2 separate regions of the Strix aluco genome follow, and region 2 is linked to region 1. A link is a contact called in public Hi-C data. All regions are on one chromosome and are shown on one strand. The core of a region is the stretch at or near the end of the contact, and the rest is flanking DNA. Distances in the headings are between cores, read along the strand shown.

What was found. Hi-C and Micro-C count contacts between places; a contact is called where the count stands out from the background.
Region 2: a Hi-C map of heart shows a contact between it and region 1, with 11 times the contacts expected there. The contact joins the promoter of SPIN1 here to the promoter of CKS2 in region 1. A contact is called at or near these places in 2 of 2 Hi-C or Micro-C datasets (brain and heart).

Annotation. Positions count from the first base shown.
Region 1 is chrZ:67,140,350-67,145,814 of bStrAlu1.hap1, reverse strand. CKS2 (CDC28 protein kinase regulatory subunit 2) reads left to right here and starts at 2,772. Exons shown (of 3, transcript XM_074812156.1): 1 at 2,772-2,990; 2 at 4,465-4,592. The coding sequence starts at 2,932. The region is part of intron 1 of SHC3 (SHC adaptor protein 3); the gene reads right to left.
Region 2 is chrZ:67,486,592-67,492,056 of bStrAlu1.hap1, reverse strand. SPIN1 (spindlin 1) reads left to right here and starts at 3,397. Exons shown (of 7, transcript XM_074811790.1): 1 at 3,397-3,695.

The sequences.
Region 1 (5,465 bases), core at 1,523-4,022:
TTAATGTTTTCATTTTAGGAAAAAGATACCAAATTATTAGTGAAACTTTACAAATTCCTGTTACTGTCACATTATTTATCATTCACCAATGTTTTTAAGTCTTATCAGGGAAAAGAAATTATGAAAGAAGAAGGTGAAATGGCAGTCCGGTACCAAGTAAGATCTCCTAACCCTGGATTACTAAAACCAGTATGTCAGTTTTGTTAGCTCTACCAGTTGCCTGACAAATAAAGTTATTCAACTCTGAGCAATGATGATTTTCAATATAATTTGAGGGATCTCAAAGAGAATTGGATGCATACCTGCCTAAGAATCCTTTTAATCCTCTTCCAAACTATGATTTGGTACATTTGTATTTGCAATAGAAGGAAAAGTTGTTTTAGAGGGAATACAGGCTTTCACTTCTGAAAGCAGGGTTATACGTAGACTTCCATAAAGGCCAATTTTCTCTCACGTTCCATATGCATGAGATGATAAACTGAAAGGTTATAAAGAAGGCACATAGATGAAATGTCTTCCATCCAGCTGAACCCCTTTGCTGTGGTGGTTTGATCTTTCTTTCCATTACTACAAAACGCAATTCCTAACAGAAAATATTGTGTATTCTCTGCCTTAAGTATTCAAAAATAACAATTGTGCTGCCTGAAACTAAGAAAAAAAAACCCCATACTCTGTTTTGAATAATCCAACCAATACCTTAGAAAACTTGCAGGTGGTTTGTACTTGTATGATCATACTGGAATTGATACTCCTGCTGAGGATCTTTGTTAATGAATGGAATTCCACACATTTAACTACATCAGTACAAAAATACTGACTTCATTTTGCCTATAAATGACCTGTATCAACATGCCATGAGATGCAATCAAGAGAAAAATATTACTGCTAGATTATAAAGACTCCTTTTCACAGATAAAATGCATGATACTGGTTTAAAATTTAGCATTTAATACATCAGGCTCCAGTACCAGTAAAAACAATGCTGCTAAAAACTATCAGCCCTACACATGCATGTGTTTTAGCACTTGCGCTTCACATGACTTCATTTTCTGCGCCCCCCCCCCCCCCCAATCAGAACAGATTTCAGGCAGATATATCACATGATCACAGACCATACCTGTGTTTCTGGTAGCACCATGAAAGCAGAAAATTAGTCTTCTTTTACTACAGAGGCCCAACAAGGAGAGGAGACAGCAGCACGCCATAGGGAGGTGTGAGGCCCCGAGTCAAAATGGAGCAGGGAATTGTCTCAAACCTCTGTCTTGATACAAGCAAAAGCAAGCAGACAGGATCTGTGGAGGTGGGGCAGCATCCCTGCTCTCAAGAACCACACAGACTACCCGTTGCCCGCACATACGCATCTGTGAAAGCTAATCCCCAGTCAAGCTGCTCTGTGTGTGCACCTGTGGAAGGTAACCCTTGGTCAAGTCTGGGGAGGGGAGAGTGCGAGATCACCAAGACCCCCCACAGCCCACTGACTCATTTCCAGAACATTCTCAAACTTGCACTGCGCTTGCTCAGTGATGCCAGAATCCCCGCCTGTGGGGGTGGGCACTTACAGTGTAAAAGGAGGAGAAGACGCATATTCAGGCCTGCATGCCTGCCACTGGAGGACTTCAGCTATGAGCAGAGGTCCATGCTGAATCCAAAGGTGGTGATACATTTTCATTTCTCCCACTCCTTATCTTTTTCTCTCTCTTTTCTGACCTCATTCTAGGCACATATGGGTGATCTTTTGAGTTTTGCCTAAATCACTGTTCTCCATTGTATTCACAAGTCTTGGTGTTGAGTTTTGCCTAGCCTTTACACTATCCATTGTGCCACTGCCAAGTTTCAAGTAAACCTGTTATTCGGTGAAACCTTTTGAGTGATCATCGTTCACTCCTTGTACTGTGCAGAGTTACAACCTTACCCTAACCTGCGGAGTGGGATGGTTCAGCAGGGGGCACAGAACATGGTAATGGTGAGATTGCCCTTTCTGGAAACATTCCCACTAAGCTTATCTCAACAGGGCAGCTACACCCAAGAAATACCACTGGAGTTTAGAAAAGTGCAGAATCCAGTATTTACCTTCTGAGAAAGCCTGATGCCAAAAATAACACTCATATCCTAGGAACTGAAGTGCCTCATTAAATCCTGGCAAGCTGCTAATTATGTTTTGCCATGACAGCATTTACTGTGCTGTTTTGCTGGCTAGGAATGTTGGTAAACAGAAATCCTCTCCACAGACCCCACACAGCTCTGAGCACACCTGCACCCCACGTTTGTTTGCACTCTGCGCAAGCAGCACATTAAGTACTACAGACGCCACAGCCTTCCAACTCAGGGGAGCAGTCGTGTTTGTGAAACGACCGCAGACCAGCGTACCACGAGTTCACAAAACCTCCCCGGCCCCACGGTACGCAGCGCAGAGCGGCACCAAGGCACAGCACACGCCTGATTTTAACCTGAAACTTTACTAAGGGGCCGGAGGAGGCTCTCCCCCGCTGCCCGCCATGCGCAATCCCCTGGACGCCCGAGACCGCAGCCGCCAGGGCCGCGCCAAGGGCATCGCGACACGCGCAGGGTCGCGCCCGCCACCGGCCCCAACCGCCTCTCCCGCACACCCCACCCTCCCCTGGAAAGTGCTGGAAGCGCCCGGCCCCGCCGGCGGCTGAGCCAACCACCGCGCCCCGGCGCCGCCACGCCCGCCCCGCGCACCGCCCTCCCACCGTCACCCCTTACGTAATGCCCCGGCGGCTCCGGGGATGGGTGGGAGGGCGAGCGGTCAGTCACGCGGCGGCCCGGCACGCGATTGGCTGTCGCGGCGCCGCCAATGAGAGTCGCGCTGTTAGATTCAAACCGAGCGGGTGGCGGAAGCGCGGGGTTAGTCGGTGGGGTTGTCCGTGTGAGGCGGGTGCTGTTCTGTTCCTGTTCCTGCCGTCTCTCGCCATGGCCCACAAGCAGATCTACTATTCTGACAAGTACTTTGACGATCAGTACGAGTACCGGTACGAGGCAGTGGGAGAGGGCGGGAGGGCCGGCTGAAGGCATTAAGGGGGGGCTCCTGCCGGCCCTTTCGGAGCGGCGGGAGGGCGCGGCGCCTCGGGCAGGCGTCTCTCCCGGGGCTGGTGCCATGCTCTCAGGGAGTACGCTCGGCCTGTGGCGGCAGCGAGCGTGACCCTGGCTTCCGTGGGGCCAGAGGGGCTTAAAGCCTGCGGGGAGGGGCCGTGCCTTGCCTCTTGGCGGTGGGTTTTTGCGTCGCCTCGGACCAGCTGGGGGGAGGAGGGTGGGTGATTCGAGTGCCGGTCTCGGCTGGCCCTTCCAGGGCCGCCGTTCGGTGAGCGGGCGATGCAAGCCCCGGAGGGCGGTGAAGGAAGCGGCGGAGCCGGGCGATGAAGCTGGGAGCGGCAGAGCGGGGCTCGGGCGCCCCGCGGGCGAGGCCTGGCTGGCGGCCGCCGGGGGGGGCGGGGGGGAGCGGCGCGCCCCGCCCCGCTGGTGGCTCGAGAGGTAACCGCGCGGCCGCGGCGGCGCCGCTCTCGGGGGAGGGGGGAACGGGCCGGCGGTGCCGCCTCCCTCGGTCAGGTACCGTGGGGAACTGAAGCAGGGAGCCCTAACCGTTGTGTTCAGAATGCTCTGCTCGGCGGAGAGTAACGCGATCGAGCTCTGAATGTGGATGAAGCGTGTGTTTTGCTTTACGTGTCATCTTTGAAGGCAGTTCGTAAGGCCACGCCAACACCTAGTATTAATAAATGTAGTTCGTACTGCCTTCGAGACATTTGCTAGTTTTCAAAGCTGTCATATAGCACCAGTCAGATCTGGATTATAACTGATACTGTTGAAATTCAGTCCTCTAGGCTTACTTGAAAGCACTACTGCAAATCAGGGGTTTTGTTCCTCCGTGTAGAGGTCTAGTGTCCCTCTTAGCAGCTATGCTCTCAAAACCACAATTGAACGCATTGCTTTGTACTAAGTGATAAAGGAACTTGAAAATGTGGAGGGCAGACTATGTTTCTCCTCAGCTGACAGATTGGGCTCTTAAGTGGTGTTAGTGTTCTGTCTCTATAAACCAGCACTTTCTCTGTGGAGAATACATTGTTGGTTACAGAATGCAAAATACAAACGAGTGACTTTATCAGTCGTTCTAAAAGTCCAAAGCCCTTATTTTTGAAATAGGTGATATGACTGCCAGTTGCCAGGAACACATTCTTCTATACAGTTTCTTCTAGGAGGTAGGTTGGCTGTTCCAGTATACAGTTTCATTACAGATGTAATGTTTAGTAGACAAAGTGATTTTAAAACTGGATTCTGGGACAGATGCTTCATAATCAGTGGTATCAGTCAGCACCCAAGACTTATTTATAGGGATTGCTGGTATTCATAACTGAACTTGCTTACTGTGTTTCAGTGTGTATCTGTGCAAGTTTTCTAGTGTACACAGGCATTAATGTATGTAGTGTGTGTTTAATAATAAAACCTCCACAGACATGTGATGCTGCCAAGAGAACTTTCAAAACAAGTGCCAAAATCCCATCTAATGTCCGAAGAGGAGTGGAGACGACTTGGCGTTCAGCAAAGTCTTGGCTGGGTTCACTATATGATCCATGAGCCAGGTAAGTTCATCTGAACAGAATTAGATGAACAAAAGGGTCTAAACTATCAACTGCCTGGTGCATTTGTCAACAAAGGCAACATAACAGCCTTTATTTTAAACCTTCACATCTTGCTCCCAGATTTGCAAAATGCTAACCTTGTCCTAGGTATGTGTGGTCTGTCAGTAGACAAAATGTGCCAGACTGGAAATTGTTCCTATATGCATATAGAAATAGGCTTCTTTGAGCTCCTGAATAATGTTAGTATCTCAGTGACTGAACCAAACTTTATACAGCAGTATATTTTTAAATAAACAGCATGTACTTTTTCTACAAATGCTTAATAGATGCTCCTGCAGACAAGGTCCTGTATTAATGCTCTGAAAAGTCTACAGTATAGTTTGAACTCTAGTAATACAGCCCACTAAAAGCAACACTTAAAACCAATCTTTCAAATAGCAGGGTGTGGAGCCCTAAAACTGCCAACTAGGATGTGCTGAAAACAGCCAAAGTAGCTTACCATTGACAAGCCTGACTAAAAAGTAAGTGGTGGTAGATGAATTGCAGCAGTATGGAGTTCCAAGTTTCTGAAGAACCAGGGGAATAAATTAGTATAACCTGCCAGTGTTTCCCTTACCTGGGCACCTTTTGATACTTCTGGCTTTTTTGGAGGAGTTTACAATTAAGTTAGATCAGTAATAATGTAAGCTGGCTGTATTAAGTAAAGTCATTTTTGTTGATGCTTCACACTATGTGCCTAACAAGGACAGCATCAACAGTTTGTTAGTCTAAGTTACAGTAACAAAGCTCATCAAACAGCCTAATGTAGAGAGACAGAGTTAGTACCAATACCAACTAAATATATTCTGTATTTTTTCCAGTACTTCCTTCCTG
Region 2 (5,465 bases), core at 2,148-4,647, 350 kb before region 1:
ATTCTGACAGGGGTCCCCACTTTGTGTCTAGAGTAGTTAGAGAGACATTGACTTCCCTGGGGACCAAGTGGAAATCCCACACTCCCTGGCATCCACAAAGCTCAGGAAAAGTAGAAAGAATGAATGGGGATATCAAAAAACAACTTACCGAATTGATGTTAGAAACAAAGATGTCTTGGGTTAAGTGCTTACCCCTAGCGCTTCTGAATATCCGGACCCAGCCCCGAACTGATACTGGAGTATCCCCATTTGAAGTGCTGTATGGTATGCCCTATGATATGGAACTTCCCACTGATCACCCAGTATTGGAAGAAAACAATTTGTAACCATACTTAATAAACCTCATGAATAGGAGAGAAGAACTACGCAAAAAGGGATGGTAGTACAGAGACCTCCGTTAAGAGATTTGTATGCACTCCATAAGACCTGGAAATAAGGTGTTAATAAAAACTTGGAAAGAATCTTCTCTTACCTCTCGTTGGGAGGGACCGTTTCTTGTTATACTCACAACAGAGACTGCTGTCCGGACTGCTGAAAAGGGATGGACTCATGCTACCAGAGTGAAAGGACCCTTAACGCCTGATCACTGGGAAGTAGCTGAAACATCAGGAGATCTGAAGCTAGTGTTGTGAAGGAAGGACTAAATGAGTAATGTAGTATTTTGTAAAACCCCTAACTGTGTTTGTTATCCTTTTGTATGTTTTAAATGCACTATTTGTGAGGAAAGTTCGTGGGCACACTGCGTCCACGGTTATTCCCCAAAGGAATACTGTGACCAGTGCTATATAAGAGAAAGAAAATTTACCAGTCAAGCCTTATGAGTAGGGGTATCAACAGGAAAAATTGTAAAGGAGTCCCATGAATGGTGGACTATATTTGTAAAAGGGATAAATCCTGAGAAAGGGTGTGTGCATGGCAATGAACCTAAGCCCCATAACGCACAAATTCTTTGCAGATTCCAAATACTCCAAGTACCCTGTACGATCCCACAAGTAAAAGCCCGGAACTGGGAGGCGTTTAGGTGTCGACAACGAGACCCTAACCCCAAAGAATACGACTGCTGCCAAGAAGATGGAAAGCCCCGCTGCTCTAAGGAATGGAGTAGGTGGAGGAGGCAGAGGCGTATGGAGAGGGGAAAATAAGAAAGGCCTCAAAGCAACCAGTTCAGGTAATTGTTGTGGCAAGGAGAGTTGGAAAGTATGGGAAAGGAAAAGATCTGGGCATGCAAATCCTGTTGCAAGACAGAAAGGGGACACGTTTGTACAATTGGCTAATAATTGGAAGATGAACCCACCAACTCTCCTCACTATAGTAGTTATTTGGGCTGTGGGAGGAATCACAACCCCAGCCTATACTCAGGCCTTAACCCACCAACCGATACTACCTCAATTAGTAAATACCACCTCAATTAGTAATAGCACAAAAAGAGTACCAAGTTTCCCTCAAGAAATTGAGACAACTACAACTCCTCTTTGGAAAATATTAATGGCAAGTTAAGCATTGTTGGTTGTGTTTTGATGTTAAGCCCCCATTTTATGAGGCCCCTAGTGTTATTAATACTTGGGTTAACTTTCGGACCATGTATATTTACTATTATCAAAGGAAGATTAGAGGCTACACACTTAATGGTGGTAAAAACACAATATGAACAGATTAAAGGGATAGAAGAAACCCCTGTCTTAAACGAAGTTTGTGATGTGTTAAGGAGATTTGAAAAACAAAATTAGTTAAAAGAAAAGGGGGGAATTGTAATAAAACATATATGGTATTTGTTATTCAAATCTCAAGGGGAAAAAGAAGTTGTGGTCTGGACATCTTGTTAAGTAAACTAAGCATAAAGAGAGACTCTGTTAATACCAGATTGTGTTGTAACTAAACTATGTTGTGGCCGAACAGTTTTGTAATTCTCTTATGTATAGAATTTCTAAATGTTTTTGCACTTTCTATGTAACCTCAGGTTTAAAAAGAAATAAGAAATAAGATATATGTACATAGTTTCTATTGTTAAAATCAGTTGTTAGAAGGGAGCGAAAATGGCCCCCATCTTCAAGCCAGATAGTGTTATGTCTAGACAATGTTATGACTAGACTATGGTGTAGCCAGCCTGTTAGGACTGCAAAAACACCTGTGCTGAGTCATCCCCCATAAATGGAAAAACCCAAGAAAAGCCCGGGAAAACTTGTTTACAACTTTGCAGACCCCTCAGGGTACACCCATCATGAATATGGAGGAAGCCTACACTATAAAGGGACTCAGTTCTGTCCTGTAAGGTGTGTGTCCTGGTAGAGCAGAGACTCCCGGCACACCCAGCGCTGTTTTGCTCACTCGCTGCTTGCTAATAAAAATTTTATTGACCACTAAAAATTGAGAAGTGGATATTTCCCATTAAATTACAATTAATCTATAACACTGGGATTTAACACCGATGGTTCAGAAGATGACACTTGTCCGTGGTCCAGCAACTGCTGAACAGCCTTGACTACTTGCAGGTTTCCCATCGACTGCCTTCTCTATCAGCCTCCTCAAGCCAAAAGCTGAGAGCACACAAGATAGTGCACCAAGACTGTGTGAAGAACTTGTAATCAGTGCTTTTGTTCAGCTAGGATTTTTGAAGTGTTCCCCCACCCCTTTTTTGTTTCTCTGTTCCACAGACAAGGACACCATTTTAAGTTTTGAAGGAACTACTCCTTCTCCATCCCAGTAACGTTTCCTGTCTTGCAATGATAACAATTTAGTGCAAAACGCAGGCTTTTCAGTTTTCTTTCATACTACATGCAGCATACCTGACAGCCTCGATTACTTAGAAGCACTTTGCCTAGGCAGGCGAAATGCCAGTCAGCCTTCAGGTACCTTCACACTCTTGGGTTTCATTGTACCAACACGACAATCGGCACTTCCTCAGATCACCTGAACATTGTTTGAGGGTTGGAAGATGACCAGGGACACCACAGAAACCCGGTGGAAAACGCTGGGTACCATGACAACCCGTGAGACTGCCCGCCGTGGCGCTGGGCCTCAGGCAGGCCGCGGGCCCAAGGCCTGCCCACGGAAAAGGCGCTGCTGGTGAGCGGCACCGCCGCCACGAACCGCCGCGGCCCACCCGTGAGGCGGCGCTAGGCGGGCTGCGCAGCGCTGGCGAGCGGGCGGGGCGAGGCCCACCCCACGCCCCAGGGCCGGGTAAGCCGTGTGTCGAGCCGGCCCGCAGGGCAGGGCAACGCGGCAGCAGCGGAACGCCGGGCGGCTGCCGCGGCCGCGCAGACGCGCTGGGATCGGCGACGGCGGCCGGGGCGGGGCGGGGCGGGTAGCGGCCCCCCCCGCTCCTGTCGCAGTTCGGGAGCCGCAGTGCGCCTGCGCGCCGGCGGAAGGGGGCAGGGCGGGGGGCAGGAGGGAGAAGGGCGGGGCCCGGCCCTGTGTTTTGAACGGCCCGATGCGGGCGGCTCACTTTTTGGCAGGAAGGTGAGGAGGCCTCTATCCTGGCGGCGGAGCTCGCGTAGGGAGAGGGGGATCCAAATGTGGCAGAGGCGAGCAGGAGGCAGCGGCGGCGGCGGAGGGGGGCAAACGAGACAAGGGGAGCGGCCGTCCTCGCTGCCGCCGCGGAGGAACTGAGCGGCCTGGCAAGGCAGGGGGCTGCGGCTGCAGCGCTGGCACCCCCGGGCCGCCCGCCTGGCACCCCCGGGCGCCCGTCCCGCCGGCAGGTGAGCGAGTGGGGAAGGCGGGGGAGGGGAGGGGAGGCGAGGCGGGGGGGGGGGGGGGGGGGGGGCGCGAACGCAGCCTGTCGCGCCGCCCTTGGCCTGGCCCGGCCCAGTACCGGGCAGAGCCGGAGGGAGTCGCTGTAGGGGAAGCCGGAGCTCTGAGCCCAGCTTCGCCTCGCCTCCCCCGGGGCTGACAATATGTGTCCACCCGCGGGCGTCCCGGCTCCGCGCCCCCTCCTCCGCCGCGGCCCGTCGCCCCTCCCGTCCCGCCCCCGTGGCCCTCCCGGAAGCCGCAGGAGGCGGGCGGCAGTGGGGCCGCGGGGGCCCCGGGTTCATGTTGCCGCCTCTGCCGTCGCTTCCCCCGCGGCGCCCCGGCTGCCTGGCAACTCCCACCCTTCCGGGCTCCGGGGGGCAGCCGCTCTCCCTTGGCACTGGCCCCGGTCGGCATCCACGCTCCGTCCCCTGCCGGAGGGGAGGGGTCCGCTCCCCCCCCACCCCCACCCCCCCGCGGAGCCATTGTATGTGGGCTGGGGCCCGCCGGGGGGGGCTGCCGCAGAGAAGCTTCCCCCTCGCTAGCGCACGCCGAGGGAGGCGGGGACGGGGGGAAGCGTGCCCCGGCTCCCCTCCCCGTCGCGGGGGAGCGGGGTGAAGGGGGCGTGAGTGCGGTGGCGGCGGGGCCGGACCGGGCCGTGCCGCGGCGGCCGGAGGGGGAGCCGCCGCCTCGGGCCGGCAGTGGCAGGGTTGCGGGCAGCGCTGCCGCGGCGCGAGGCACCCCGAGCGCGCGCGTGTGTGCGCGCTGCGCTGCGATCCTTTGTCTGCCGCCGCTTTCCCCTCCTCCCGCCCTCCCTTCCCACTCCCTGGGCCTGCCTCTCCTCCCTCCTCGCCTTTCTCTCTCCCTCCCTTCGTTCCCCTCTCTCCCAGACTCCAAGCGCTGCTGCAGCTGCAGGTTTGTAAATACTGGACCAACACACACACAACATGGCTGACGCTCGCCCTGCTCCTCCACCAGGGTCTCCGCCTTCTCCCTCTGTCTCCGCCGCTTAGCCTCTCCTCCTTTTAGGCTTTTGTTTCTTTCCCCTCCCCCCTCATCTCCCATCCAAAAAAAAAAAGAGGAAAAACAGTTCACCCTCCTTATTGCGAGCATGGCGGGATTTCAAGGGTAAGGATCCTCGCTTTGGAAGCTTTCTCCTTTCGTTTCGCTGCTTACAACAAAATGAAACCTAAAATCAAAGGGGATTTGGGAACCTGGCAAGGCCTGGGGCGAGGGAGGAAGGGAGGGAAGGCTGGGGGAACTGGGTGAGCCCCGCTGAGAGAGGCTTGATTGGAATGTGCGTATCTTTTTCTCTTTTTGGGTGGGGGGAGGCTGATGCACCAAAGTGCTGGCAGAGATGAAATACTGTATTCCACTTGCAGAATGATCTTTCATTCAGGGCCGTTTCTTTCATTTCAGGACGTAGTTCGGTATAAGATATCAACTCAGCACAGTCATGTTAAAAAGACCTGAACTAGTTAGGTCAGAATAGGCATTGTGTAGGTAAAAACCGTAGCATAGGCTTTTTGAATTCCTTTGCATTCCCTGTATCTCCTTGTCAGTATCTTAAACAGCTCACAAATCATAGGATACAAAACTGGGATTAACACTTGCCAGGTCTTTTTGTTGCCAGTTTTTTGTCACAGATTAATTTGCCCTTGTGATGACAATAGCACAAACCGAAGCATTTCCTTTTTGTTAAAATGAGGGCTTATGCTTTTGAGATTCCTTTTTTTGTAAAA